Regions from separate parts of the Danio rerio genome. Here region 1 is linked to region 2. Evidence: chromatin contacts called from public HiChIP or PLAC-seq data. All regions are on one chromosome and are shown on one strand. The core of a region is the stretch at or near the end of the contact, and the rest is flanking DNA. Distances in the headings are between cores, read along the strand shown. Region 1 holds the start of wnt7ba (wingless-type MMTV integration site family, member 7Ba). Region 2 holds the start of sco2 (synthesis of cytochrome C oxidase 2).

What was found. HiChIP or PLAC-seq counts read pairs in DNA pulled down with a chosen protein or histone mark.
Region 1: an H3K4me3 HiChIP or PLAC-seq map of embryo shows a contact between it and region 2, with 3 times the contacts expected there. The contact joins the promoter of wnt7ba here to the promoter of sco2 in region 2. A contact is called at or near these places in 1 of 18 Hi-C or Micro-C datasets (an unstated tissue) and 1 of 4 datasets of contacts at active chromatin or transcription factors (embryo).

What each region holds. Positions count from the first base shown.
Region 1 is chr4:19,270,263-19,277,317 of GRCz12tu, forward strand. wnt7ba (wingless-type MMTV integration site family, member 7Ba) reads left to right here and starts at 5,515. Exons shown (of 4, transcript XM_068220765.2): 1 at 5,515-5,751. The coding sequence starts at 5,620. It also overlaps a transcript of pparaa not described here.
Region 2 is chr4:19,042,979-19,049,819 of GRCz12tu, forward strand. It overlaps sco2 (synthesis of cytochrome C oxidase 2), which reads right to left and starts at 3,145. Exons shown (of 1, transcript NM_001045232.1): 1 at 2,303-3,145. The coding sequence starts at 3,142. The coding sequence ends at 2,303. It overlaps ncaph2 (non-SMC condensin II complex, subunit H2), which reads left to right. Exons shown (of 19, transcript NM_001044991.1): 19 at 226-789. The coding sequence ends at 369. It overlaps cfap54 (cilia and flagella associated 54), which reads left to right and starts at 4,648. Exons shown (of 69, transcript NM_001423554.1): 1 at 4,648-4,834; 2 at 5,294-5,399; 3 at 5,519-5,662; 4 at 6,292-6,460; 5 at 6,544-6,602. The coding sequence starts at 4,686.

The DNA.
Region 1 (7,055 bases), core at 4,265-6,764, 230 kb after region 2:
GTCATTTTTGTAATGTTTTGCGAAAGATCAGCAAAGATTGTTTTAGTTCTTGTCATGTTAATTTCACGCACTTTGAAATCCACGTAACAACTGACATGTCAAACTACACCACGATAAACAAAATTGGAGAAAGACAGTTATAAAGAAGCCAAAGAACGAACTACACCACTAGGATGAATCATGTTTGATCAGCGAAGGTTATGAGCGCAGGCACGCTGAAGTGATCATTTTCTGACAATCAGGATACTGCGAACCTTTCATCCCAAATCTGCCTCTAATTTCAGTCAAGCTGATGCAATTCCAGACTAACAGGTCGATCCTCATCATTTTTCTGCTCTGCCCACTGCAGAAATAAGCTCTCAAAGGCGTGCCCTAGATTCAATCAACCCCACTGTCTGATAAAAGATTTGATCTGTGTGATATACTGAACATGTAATCGAGAATCCGAACATTTAGGATTATGCAATAGGTATCATGTATATTCTAATTTGAAAAGGGCATGTCTAGAATGCCTGATATCTTCTTACTTCACTAAAAGACTAACATGAAACGTGCACAGATGAATAGAGAGGGCCTCCCACACAGAATCCACATTTCAAAGAGAGCAGACTGACTGCAATATCAATTTAAGAACGTGAAATGTAATGTGAAACCTGTAATATTTCTGCTTCACTGATTCACCAAAATGAATAAATGTGAATATAAACATGGTAATTTATTCAGATTATTTTAATTCATGTACAGTTGAAGTCAGATTTATTAGCTCCCCATTGATTTTTTTTTCTTTTTTAAATATTTCCCAAATGATGTTTAACAGAGCAAGGACATTTTCACAGCCTGTCTGATAATATTTTTTCTTCTGGAGAAAGTCTTAGTTGTTTTATTTCAGCTAGAATAAAAGCAGTTTTTAATTTTTTAAACACCATTTTAAGGTCAAAATTATTAGCCCCTATGAGCAATATTTTCGATAGTCTACAGAACAAACCATCGTTATACAATAACTTGCCTAATTACCCTATCCTAGTTAACCTAGTTAAGCCTTAAAATGTCACTTTAAGCTGTATAGAAGTGTCTTGAAATATTTCTAGTCAAATATAATTTACTGTCATCATGGCAAAGATAAAATAAATCACTTATTACATATGAGTTATTAAAACTATTATGTTTTGAAATGTGTTGAAAAAAATCTTCTCTGTTGAACAGAAATTGGGGTAAAAAAATAAACAGGAGGGCTGATAATTCTGACTTCAATTGTAAATGCAAAAACAAGCTTGCAGAATGTGCATGGATAGTCATGAAATCATTTCTCACCTGCAAAGTCCTGCAACAAGCACGTCCGCTGTCCTTAAAAGTCCTCAACCCTGTGAAAAGCAAATCGCAGTTAATGAGCATTCTCTGAAACACAATAAAAACACACACGCAATAACTGTTTATAAGCTCATCTGAGCTATGAACAATCATCCAAAACCTATAATGAACGGCACAGCTTTTTCTCAGGTCACGACCCAGCTCAGATGAGTCTGGAATGCAAAATCGGACCAGAGGAAGCAAAAAGAGAACCCTGCAGAGGATTGTTTCATTTGCTCACAGGATTCATTAAGTCATTTTTGACTCGGGATCTCGGCTCCTGCTCACTGTAAGCCCGAAAAATAGATGCTTTCTTGGCAGGAGCGAAAAAACCCTAAGTTCAGCCAAAATAGACAATACAGCAGTATAAGGAGCTAAAAAGCACGCCAGATTGCAGAAGGGCGATTCAGAGCTGAGGCCCTGGCTCTCTCCCCCCTCTCTCGAACGATCCACAGTGGAAAGAAAAGCCTTCTCCCTGTCCTCAAATGAACTCAAACATGAGCTTCCTGTTAGACCCTGGGAGGAAACACCCAGCACAGCAACCTCACACTAACAGAGGAAGGCCTTCACTGCTGAATTCTTCTTTGCCTGTGAAATTAGGTCAAGCACTTAAGAGCTCCTCGCTCATACCCACAAGTTTGCTCTCTAAAACGAAAGCGCACACATGCATAAATCACACACGTGACCTCCCTCTGTTTCCCCGTGCACTCACAGAAGACAAGCGTGCACAGTGACGTCTTCCAGCATGACAGGTGAAATGCAATCGTGTGACTGCAGAATGTGTGCCCGTCTGACTGACCCTGGACAGGAGAAGATTAGGAGGCACGTACCCCTCTGCGCTCAGTAACGTATCCAAGTCCTGTCTGACACGCATCGCTCTAACGGCTCTTCCTCACATCTGTGCAACCTTTTAGTGCCAGCTTCAGACTACAGGCTAAAAGCTCAGGACACACCCCTGACCTCAGCTGACACGGCAGGCCACTCAAAGCATCCAGCCGCTTCTATCTCAGAGAGCCGCACAAAAGCTTGGATTGATTGTGTGAATGTGTCAGGTTAGAAGAGGCGCCTCCCCTCCCTGTGGTAATTGCATTTTAAATTTCAAATGATGTATGCTTTTTTGTCGGGTTAACTGAGGTAAACTGGCTTGGACGCGAGCCAGAGAACAGACAGATGAATTTATGACTCTGTCGGCACAAAGAGTGCGTAGGATTGTTCGTCTCTTTGTAATCTCGAAGGGGTCGGCTGGCTTTGCTCAATTATCTGGCGACTTTCAAAGCGTTTTAGCAAAAGATGGCGGTAACGAGCTGCCGTCGTCATTATCAAATCGTATCCAAAGGCCAAGTGAAACGCTCAGATTACAGTACCGAGTCCAGGTCATGTTGACACATTACATGCTTGGCCTTTAGTCTCAGCTGAAATGCAACAAGGGGAAAAGAGGAGAGCTTACAGAAAAACTTGAGGCCGAGCACAAAAGAGGAAAAAAAAAGAAAAGAAAGAAGAGGAAAAAGAATATGACAAAACCATGCGCCAAATTTCTGTCATCTGTTGCAGAGAGTTCGGGGAGACATTCCTGTGGGATTGACAGTTTGGCGTGGTTGTAGCACCAGGGGTCAGTCATGGAAAGACACTTCCAGCGTGCACACACACTTTACAAAATCTGGCCTCTGTTGTGCGCTCTCAGCAATGGCCTGAGCTTTTCTGCCTCGGGTTACGTAGCTCTGTGTTCGACGGCGGTTTGCTTATTTCCCCGACAGGAGATGTAAATGAAAAGATATTTCTGGCAAGATAAATCGAGTGCTGAGTGACAATATTAAGAGAAGTGGAAACAGATTGCTGAAATTGCTGATGACCTTTTTCTTTTTTGTTGTTGTTTTGAAGCGCTGACATCATCTGCTTTTTGAATGCCCCCCCCCCCCCTCTGCCAGAAGGTATACAAACAGACAAATAATTGTGGAAAAAGTAAAAATTCACCCTAATGTAAAATAATGCATGCCATTGTTTATAAAGAGCGCTGGGTCACACATATGTACAACATGTGACTAGGTTTTATGTAAAACCATGAAAAACAGCAACAAAAAAATCCCCTACTTGTTTTTCCATTTAGTTTTAGCGCACATTTTTCTTTCCCAAAAATGCAAACAACAAGCTACACTTTTGAATTTCTTCTTTAGTGTATTTGGTCTGACAAAATTACCGCCAAACAGATGACTGAGACTGAATACACACACTTTACAAAAAAAAACCAGCGTCATAAATCTGATGGTGTTAAAACTGTGCTCTCAAAATTTATTGAAATTGTATTTTAAATTATATATATACAAAATTATATGCTATAATTTATATATATATATATATATATATATATATATATATATATTAGTAAACAAGCAGGCCAACATCACATGCCTTGTAAATCGCACAGTCAGCACAACAAATCTCAAAGGACGTTGGTTAACATGTTATAGCATGTGTGTTCAATACACAGAGGCTTGTTCGACCGGTCAACAAAAAAATATAAAGCCTGAAATAATATGCATAAATCTGTGGACTTTCAAATTAATAATACATTAAAACCACACACAGTAAAGCAATATATGGACCAGAAATTGTAGTTTATATCATTCCGTATGTTTCATTATTCTGAGACCTCTCTGATGCACATGTACAGTTCAACAAAAGTGTACAGAAGCGATTTCACTTTTAGCTTCAAACAGCAGATTATTATCACATTCAATTACTTAAACTGAGTTTGCTGAAAAACAATGAAGATAAAATCGTACCAGATAAATGGTGGATGTACATTCCAACTCTGGGTTGAGTCCGAAAGATTTTCGCCATTTCTTGCACCACTGCAACACACAGACACACACACACTAATTCTAACATTTCAGAATTAGCTCTATTCCCCCTGGCTATAAAATATCTAAAACAACAGCACAATGCATCTAGAAAAAAAATGTAAAGCTGGTAAAATAATTAACATGCATTTCTATAAACAAATAATAATCAAGAAAACTGAATATTTGTTAGAGGAATTTTGTTTATGATAGATCATCAAATCAAATAATGCATGAGTGCAACTTTTCAATACAAAGAGGACATGATATGTTCTATTTTAATAAAAATAACATGAAATAAAAAGCACACATGCATTTCATAAGTTTAATAACAGATTGTTGTTAACCTCTGTTATAAATGGGGCACACAGTGTGTAAAACACGAGACGAGACTGATAGAAATATGTCTGTAAACGACGCCAACTATGAAGTACAAATACTAGATATATTTCTCTGTTTAATGAGAATACCAGATCGGTATCATGCTTCTGTTTAATATCACACACGAATAAATATACCCAAAAGGAGCAGGGCGATCGATTATTTGAAAAGCGTGAACAAAAACGTCTGGCAATGAGAAACTGACCTAATTTTCTACGTCTGAAGTGTCTACACTATTACTCTCTTCGACAAGCGCTAATAAAATAAGCTTTCCTCGTTTCATTCACTCGAGTGTGTGCACAACAGATATTTTACATTTGACGCCAGGAAAATAAGCTGTGAAAACTAGGCTACAGTTCAGAAATGCCCCATATGCCGGGTTTGTGCCACTGGCGCATGTAATTACAAGCGAAATAGGAGCAAAAAGCAGCCGATGGGCTCGACTAAAACATGATAACGGCAAACTTACATTATTTACGTCCGTCTTTCATCCGCTTCTGAGCTTCATCTGGTCCTTTTTGCGAATCTCGGGTTGTCGTTAAAACCGGGAAACGGCAACACAAACAAACAAAAGAAAGAAACTTGCCGGGAGTCGGCGAGGAAATCACGACGACCGTTTTTATTATTCAAGTTCAAGCTGAAATTCCCCCGGCCGTCGCACGGACAGACACTTCAGCGAGGTTAACACGTACACACACACACGCACACAGACACACACACGCGATTGTTAATACAGTCAGCCCGCAAGCAATCTCTCACAACCTTCCCGTCTACACAAAATCATGACGACACACTGCGTCTTCTTAAGGCTACTTTTTTAAATGATCAAAAAGGAGCGTTCGTCCTCCGAAAAGCACCGGACCGACAGCCGCACACTACCGTGAACTAGATCATGCAAGTTCAACTAAGGTGAACTGTGATTCACACTCTCACACACACACACACACACACATACATACACGAACGCGCAGCGACCGTTACACAAGAGCCAGACAGCAGCCGCTGACCTATCTAATATCAGCACGAAATAACACACTGTTTACTCTTATTCACAATGGATACACATATAATGGCGGTGGCTGTTTGCTTTTTATTTATTTCACGGCCCGTCGAGCTCGACCCGTTCGGCTGTTTTACCTCAGCTCGACGAATATGCAGTGCGTTTCAAACCGACGACAAATCTGAGGTAAAAGTTTTGACTAGAGGAGTTTGTTGTGGTTGTTGTCGGGAAAACAAACAGTGTTTGTATATATAGAGCGGGGTTCAGAAACATGCTTGATGTTTACTTGTATTTTTTGCTTCCTTAATAAAGAATAGGGAGAATTATTTTATGATCAGTAAAATAAATAAAACATACTAGCCTGTTTGATACTTTGCCGGTGTATGTAGCAATAGAAAAATATTTTACGCACAGAATAATACAAAAATGTATTTAAAAATTCTTTGAAGTTTTTCATAAATATTTGTAAGTGTCCCGAGTCGTTTAATGCACCGTTTAACCCATGTAATCCCAACATATTCTTTAAAAAGTGCACACATATTTGTAGATAAGTTAGTATTGTAAAGAATAAACTGCATCATTTTTTATAAACAATCAAGATCATCCTCTGGTTATTAGTATATAGGTTATTTGCGTAGGTTTTCCCCTGGTTATAAGATTCATCAGAAAGTTATAAAACAAACGCATGTAACGTTAACCTTTTTTGTTTTGTCACTACCAGGCAACTGTTGCCAGTTATGACCGAGTTGTATGGGGATATATATTTTTTTGCTTTGTTTCATTGAATGTGGTAATAATTTAACAACAAACTCTTAATAAATATGTCACCACTGATGTTTACTTTGATTATTTATTTATATAAACAAGAATAAACCTTAAGACTTTTAAACACTGTATGTATTATAACAGCTATATTTGTATCATACTTTAGAACGATGAACTAATTTAAAACAGCTCTCAATATGTGTCTATTTACACAAGTGCAATTTGTATTGGTTTACAACTATGTAAATAAATTTTTTTGGTCACAATTTAAAAATATTTTAGTCACAAATGGCACTCAAGGGTGTTTAGTGATTTTATGTTTAACGTGTGTGTTATCAATGGCACTCGGAAGGACATTTTTTTAGTTATGGCTAACAATGTGTATGAGATCATGCATTATTTTTTGTTTTTGTATAATTTCAGGCTAAATTGCAACATTAATTCAAATAAATTTTTACGCTGTAAAAAAGTGGTTGCCTTAATTCTTTAAGCTAAATCAAATTAACCTTGTAAGTCAATTTAACTTATATTATTGTAAACTGACATAAACTAGCTCGCATAACTTATCAAATTAGGCTAGAGCACGATTAACTTAGTTTAATAAGTTACAATGAACTAAAAAATATGCTGTCATGACTAATTGATCATGTAATTCATTTACAGTGTAGTTGTTTAACCTAAACAGCATAAAAAAGGTGTTAAATGTACAGACAAAAAACCTTTTT
Region 2 (6,841 bases), core at 1,895-4,394:
TCACCATGTAAGAATGATTTCTGTAGGGTCATGTGACACTAATAATAATAATGACACTGAAAATTCTGCTTTAAATTAATTACTTACTAAAACTATTTTTATTAAGAAAACTATTTTAAAAACATACAAAAAAATTACTGATCCCAAAACTTTTTAAGCTGAAATATTATCTTTGAAAACAAAACAAATACAGTTTATGATCTGATGCTGTGCTTTTTGTTACAGGCCAACGATTATACAGTGGAGGTTGACAAAGTGGACGGTCTTGACTGCAGCGTGGACACAATGGAGCTCACTTTATTGACTACTCAGAGGGCTCACGAACGTCTCAAAACCTACAACGCAACCGCTGCTACAGATATTCCCTGAGCTTTTACTTGTTGTGCTTATCATGTCTTACCTTTGGAACAGAAGCTATTTATCATATATTTACAGATAAAAAGGCTTTGTGATTCTCTATCCTACAGCTTTTAGGTCATTCAGACTCATGTTCTGATTTCCAGCTTTGCACTTGCTTTTGAATTTGATGTTTTAACTTGCTGGATTGAATGCTGAAATGAAGAAATGACAGGTGTCTTCATACATTTTAATATCCAAACATCAAATTTCATGAGGAAAGTCTGTTAAATTGTTAAAACGGTCTGTTTCTATTCACTTTCTGAGATGTTCAAATTTCAACCTATTTACATTCAGTAAACTGCATGTCTGTACAGTCTCCTAAGCCTTTTTTATCAATTGTAGAAGATTCACACGTTAAATAAAAGAAAAACTGAAAGTGCTGCACAAAAATGTCTTATTGTGTCTGTTTGTGTTTGTGAAAGATCCAAGTGAACAGAAGATGTACTGGTATTGTTGAGATGTCTTTGTATTTTTGTGTTATAATTTGGATAAATAAAAATATGTTTAGTTTTAAATTGTGCCTGGGCGATACGACAAAAAATACAATCTCAATAATTATTTTCCTAATTGAACGATAATATATATATTTGATATAAGTTGTTCATGCTTCCTGGTTTAAAAGAGTACCCCAACAATGAGTGAAGCCACACAAATTAGAGCGCTCATTAAATGGCATAACATATTTTGGCAGCTGAAAATTTCGGTACATCTCTAATATCAACACACTTTTAGATTCGCATTGTTGCACATTTCTGTTGTGTGATTGGCTCTAAGATCAATATAGAGTGAAAATGTCAAGAGCTTATCATTGTTATTGACACAAATTTTATTGCGATTCATATTTCTATATAATATAGTTTATCGGCCGGGCCCCATTTTAAATGACTGCCTTTATATGAAACCTGAATTTATTTCAAAATCCCCAATGTTTTAATGATCGGGTTATCTAAAGAGTTATTTTAAGTACCTGAAGTACTTTGTTTAGTCAAATTTGGTCAAAAAACAATTAAAATATGAAATCAACTGTAAAAATAATCTGTAGATAGAAATACTGAATCAATAATCGATTAAAAACATTATCATAATTATAATATAGTGTTATAATAGTAGAAATCTATTACAACCCCTTTATTTACTATTGTAAGTATTGAATGTAATATTATGTATATTTTGTCTAATATTTTCATTTGTTTTTATTTCAGTAATTCAGTATTAAAGGGGGTTTGTTGCCTCCATAATTACCTGAAATGTGTTATTTTAGTGTCTTTTATATATAATAATATTAAATGTATTAACTTTTATGTAATATAATAAAAAAAAGTTTCATTTTAGTATGTCAATCTGAAAAAAGGCACAAGTCATTTTTATAATTTTATTATTAATAAATATAATTCATTCATTTTCCTTCTACTTAGTCCTTTTATTAATCGGGTCGCCACGAAATGAACCGACAATTTGTCCAGCATATGTTTTACACAGCGGATGCTCTTCCAGCTGCAACCCAGTACTGGGAAACATCCATACACACCCATTCACATACATACACTATGAACAATTTAGTTTATTCAATTCACCCCGCATCTCTAACTGTGGAGGAAACCGGAGCACCTGGAGGAAACCACACAAACATGAGAACATGCAAACTCCACACTGAAATGCCAACTGACCCAGATGGGGCTTAAACCAGTGACCTCGGAAGGTGAAGTACTAACCACTGAGCCACCATGTCACCTAAAAATAGAATTAATAATAATAATTACATGTACATTTCAGCTTTATTTAGATTACAAACTAAAAATTTTCAACAATTTATACCCCATATTAGCATAATGCACACAAAGACTCAGCTCATCATCATTTCAAAATTTACCTTTATTTACACTCACAACTCGTCTCGCTCAGATTAATCAGGAAACAATCTAACAAAGGTCTTCATGTGATTGCGAATACTCTCAGCAATCTGGGTGTCATTTTTCATCCTATTGTAATAGTCGATAAACAGTCCATCCGGGTTGACCAGGTAGATGACTATGCTGTGATCCACAATATAGTCCCCATCCTCATCTTTGGGCCCATTACTGGCGTAAACCCTAAAATCCCGTCCCGCCTGCTTCACTTCCTCCGCGCTCCCGGTCAGTCCAACCAAACGGGGATGAAAATCTTTCACATACCTGGCCATAGCAGAAACATCATCTCTCTCTGGGTCAACAGTGATGAAAAGAGGCTGAACAGAAGGCAAGCTTGGGTCTTTATCCAAAATATGCACCACGCTGGTCAACTTCTCCAGCTCATCAGGACAGATATCAGGACAGTGGGTAAAACCGAAATATAACAGCACCCAGTGTCCTAGAAAGTCTCGTTTGGTTCTGCGCTGTCCCGTATGATCAAGCAAATGGAAATCTCCCTGTCCGAGAGCCACTTTTCGCAACTGCTCCAGTCTTTGCATCTGAATCCTCTTTTCTTTCTCCTGATGCACGTACCACCAAGTGCCAATGATGCCACCTCCAAAAAGCAGCGTCACCACCAAGCGTGTGCGCAGTTTGATGCCTGCGGACGAGCCTGGATTTGGAGTTTTAGGGGAGTTTTGAGAGTAAAAGGCTCTTTGTCGTGCACATAAATGTGGTGGAGCTGAAGATCTGCATGTGGTGTTTGGGATGTGATTTGAAATGTTGTTTCCCCTTATTGTTGACTGCAGGACGCTCCATAACCTCTTATGTCTGTCGAATACCCTCAGTCTTAACATCCTCTGGAAAAAACAACAAAGACAGAGATAGAGAAAGTGAAATGGGGCAAACAGTTCAGTGAATATACCTTGAATAAGTTGATTAAGAAGTGTAAAACTTGCAGGAAAAAAACAGGATTAGCACCTTTTATAGAAATGATATACTGGAAATATGATTAGTTAAGTGCAAATGCAGCAATGGAAGAAATTAAAAGACCACTTGAAAATTCTAAAAATTCAGTAATTAGTGTGTCTTTGCTAGTAAAATGTTATTAAGGTGCTATAAAGGACTAATATTATTTTTCTAATAGAAATTTGCATTAAATTAAATTTTTTAATAATTTAAATAATTAAACATACTGTTGTTTTGAGGCTATTAATTTGCAGAAAATTATAATTAGTCATGATAACAAATGCTGTCGTGCTGAGAGGATTATTACACCAAATGCTGATAGACAGACAGACAGACAGATAGATAGATAGATAGATAGATAGATAGATAGATAGATAGATAGATAGATAGATAGATAGATAGACATGTAATAAAAGTTATTTTATTGCAGTAAATTTCAGACTGTTTTATACTTACTACTCAGAAATAAATAATAGGGATTTTAATCTAACATTGAAACAAATGTTTCATAATGAAGTGTAAAGTAAATAGAATTTTATGGCGTGTCAATGACAATATTAGCAAGCTAGCTTTGCAAGAAAAAAAAGAGTTCAAATCACTATCCCTGATTCTAAAATATACTATCCCTCAAATGCTATGTTATATAAATAAAATCATAGTTACATTGCGCATAAATGTCACTAACCTTGGGATTTCACTCGCCTGTCCTCAATGCAGGATGTAAACTCGATCTTCACATGTTACATGTACAACAGTGAGGCTGCGGAACACTTGCGATTCGTGTTAGCAGATTCCGTTACAGCTTAAATCGGCTTAAATGCACATGGTGTAGAATTATTATTTGTTCTTCATTTAAAAATTCCAAATAAATATTTCATATGTTCTAATTATATGCTACATAATGTGTATTTATGTATTAATTTGTTTATTTTATTCATTATTCATTAAACTAGATTCGTCATTTTTTATCTAATGGCGAATGATAGATATATGATGTCGAATAACCACTAGATGGCAGACTGTAAAAATATAAATATTCAAATTATTTGAAAGGTTTTATTTATTCACTTGTGGGAAAATGTTTTCGAAATTGCATTTCAAGTAAATTGTTAACGTCCAACACCCAAGAAAATCAATCTAAATTAATCCGGACATGACTTGACAAAAGCCCTGGTGAGGTATTTTTACGAATCAACTGTTGTAAATATTCAGGTTAAACTTAAAAGATTACATTATTATCGTACAATTTAATTAAATGTATCTATATATTATTATCTTTTAATTAACTTAATAGATTTAGACAGAAGATTGCAATCATCAGGACACACGCACGCGCCTGCTCGTGCTATGCCCAGACTGACTTGGGAGGGCTCAACATTACCATAACAACAGACTCAAACACATTACCAGCTCGCGCGCGTATGCTGAAACATGGAACCCGCACCAGCGTCCTACTACGGTCCCCTGGATAAACACAACCCTGTCCTCTCAGCTTTTCAAAGCGAATTAAAAGAGTTTAAAGCGCTTATAAAGAAACTTTCCGGCCCGCAGAGCGACGACTATCGATCCTACTCTAGAGGGTAAGAGATAAAGTTAAACAACTAAAAATAAGGGACTACAACTCTAAACAAAGTCTATTTTTGTGGACTACTATTATTATTATTATCATTAACGTTACTAGGTTAGATATCTAACCTAATATTTAATCTAATATTTCTTAATCATTAATCAAGTTTATTTTAAAATTCAGGCCTAATATAAGGCTATAAAATCTACACAAAGTTGTATGTGTAAAGTTGTAAATTGTATTTTTTTAAGATAATAGCTAACGTTATCTGTTTCATTTATTATTATTATTGTTTGTGTACTAGTTCTGATGTTTTATACTCATTGATAAGTTAATTGGCTTCACCTTTTTCCTTTCAGGCTAATATTGAAGTTAGTCTGTAGATTTATATATAGTTTTTATTATCTATTTATGATATGATTTTTCAAGAGCAATTTACTCACATGTGATGTAAATTATTGTTAACTTACAGGTCTCTAAAATTGTTTGAAACATGGAACAAGTATAAATCTCGACTTCCTCAATCTTATTTTGAAGAGCACCTGTTACTAACGGCAGATTTCCTCCTTGACAATAAGGTAATTTAATCTCACTATAACTTTTTTTCAGTTTACTACCAATTCTACTTTTTAAATGTGTTATCCCGTTATCACCTCTTTGCACATAGATAAATGTTTTCTTTATAATTTTCTTCAAGTTTTACAGGCTTGCTCTCTGGCAGGGCTACAGGCTGTATCTGCAGCAGTTTTGCACAGAAAGCCTGGAAAACATACAAGATTTGGATCACCTCCAACGGTTCTTCTTCTCAGATGGCTTTGATTCAGAGAGAGCCATATTTACGGTTAGAGATCCTTGTTGAAATATATTCATTCATTTATTTTCTTTTAGGCTTAGTCCCTTTATTAATCAGTGGTTGCCACAGCGGAATGACCCACCAACTTATCCAGCATATCTTTTATTCAGCGGATGCCCTTCACAGCTGCAACCCAACTCTGGGAAACACCCATACACTCCCGCATTCACACACATACACTACGGCCAATTTATCTTATTAAATTCACCTTTAGTGCATGCCTTTGGACCAGGGGTCACCAGTCTCGGTCCTGGAGGGCCGGTGTCCCTGCAGGGTTTAGCTCCAACTTGCCTCAACACACCTGCCTGGGTGTTTCAAGTATACCTTTTAAGACCTTGATTAACTTGTTCGGGTGTGTTTGATTAGGGTTGGAGCTACAATTTGCAGGACACCAGCCCTCCAGGAACAAGTTTGGTGACCCCTGCTTTGGACTCTGGGGAAAACCGGAGCACCCGGAGGAAACCCATGCCAACTGGGCTCGAACCAGCGACCTTTTTTTCCTGTGAGGCAATCGTGCTACCCACTGCGCCACCGTGAAGCCCTGAAATATATTACACTGTTTTAAATATAATTTTTGTTTGATTTGTGATAATGGCTTTTATCTTTGTGTCTGTTAGTTTCGTGCTCTTCAGGGAGAATGTCAGTGCGTCTTCTATTTGGAGAAAGAAAAAGGCGCACCTCTGGGTGAGAGCGGGGTTCAAAAGCTGCTGAGAATCCTGGGTTTTCTGCGCATTCTGATGCAGGCTGTTCTGCCTGATGAAGCTTTATGCTGGATCCTGTACAATGGTATCTTTAGCAACACTTCTGTGTTCTGTAGTATATCACATTGACATTAAATGATGACTGACTTGTTTTCCGCTTTCCCACAGGCTCATTACACATATACAATATATCCAGATTTCTGATGTCAGCAGGCCACACCTCACAGGTTCTCAATAACAAGCCTTTGTTGATGTATTTTGGGGTCTTTTGTTTTTCTTTTGAAAGAAATTAATACTTTTATTCTCTACTGCACGCATTATGATAGATCTATAAAAAATATTTAACTGTTTTTCTTTTCTTAGTATTTCTTAACTTGAGGTGAAAATTTCTTTAAGGTACTTTATTAATTATGTGGTGCCATCTGGCAACAACGTCCAACAGTGGATATTACCTAACCCTAACCCT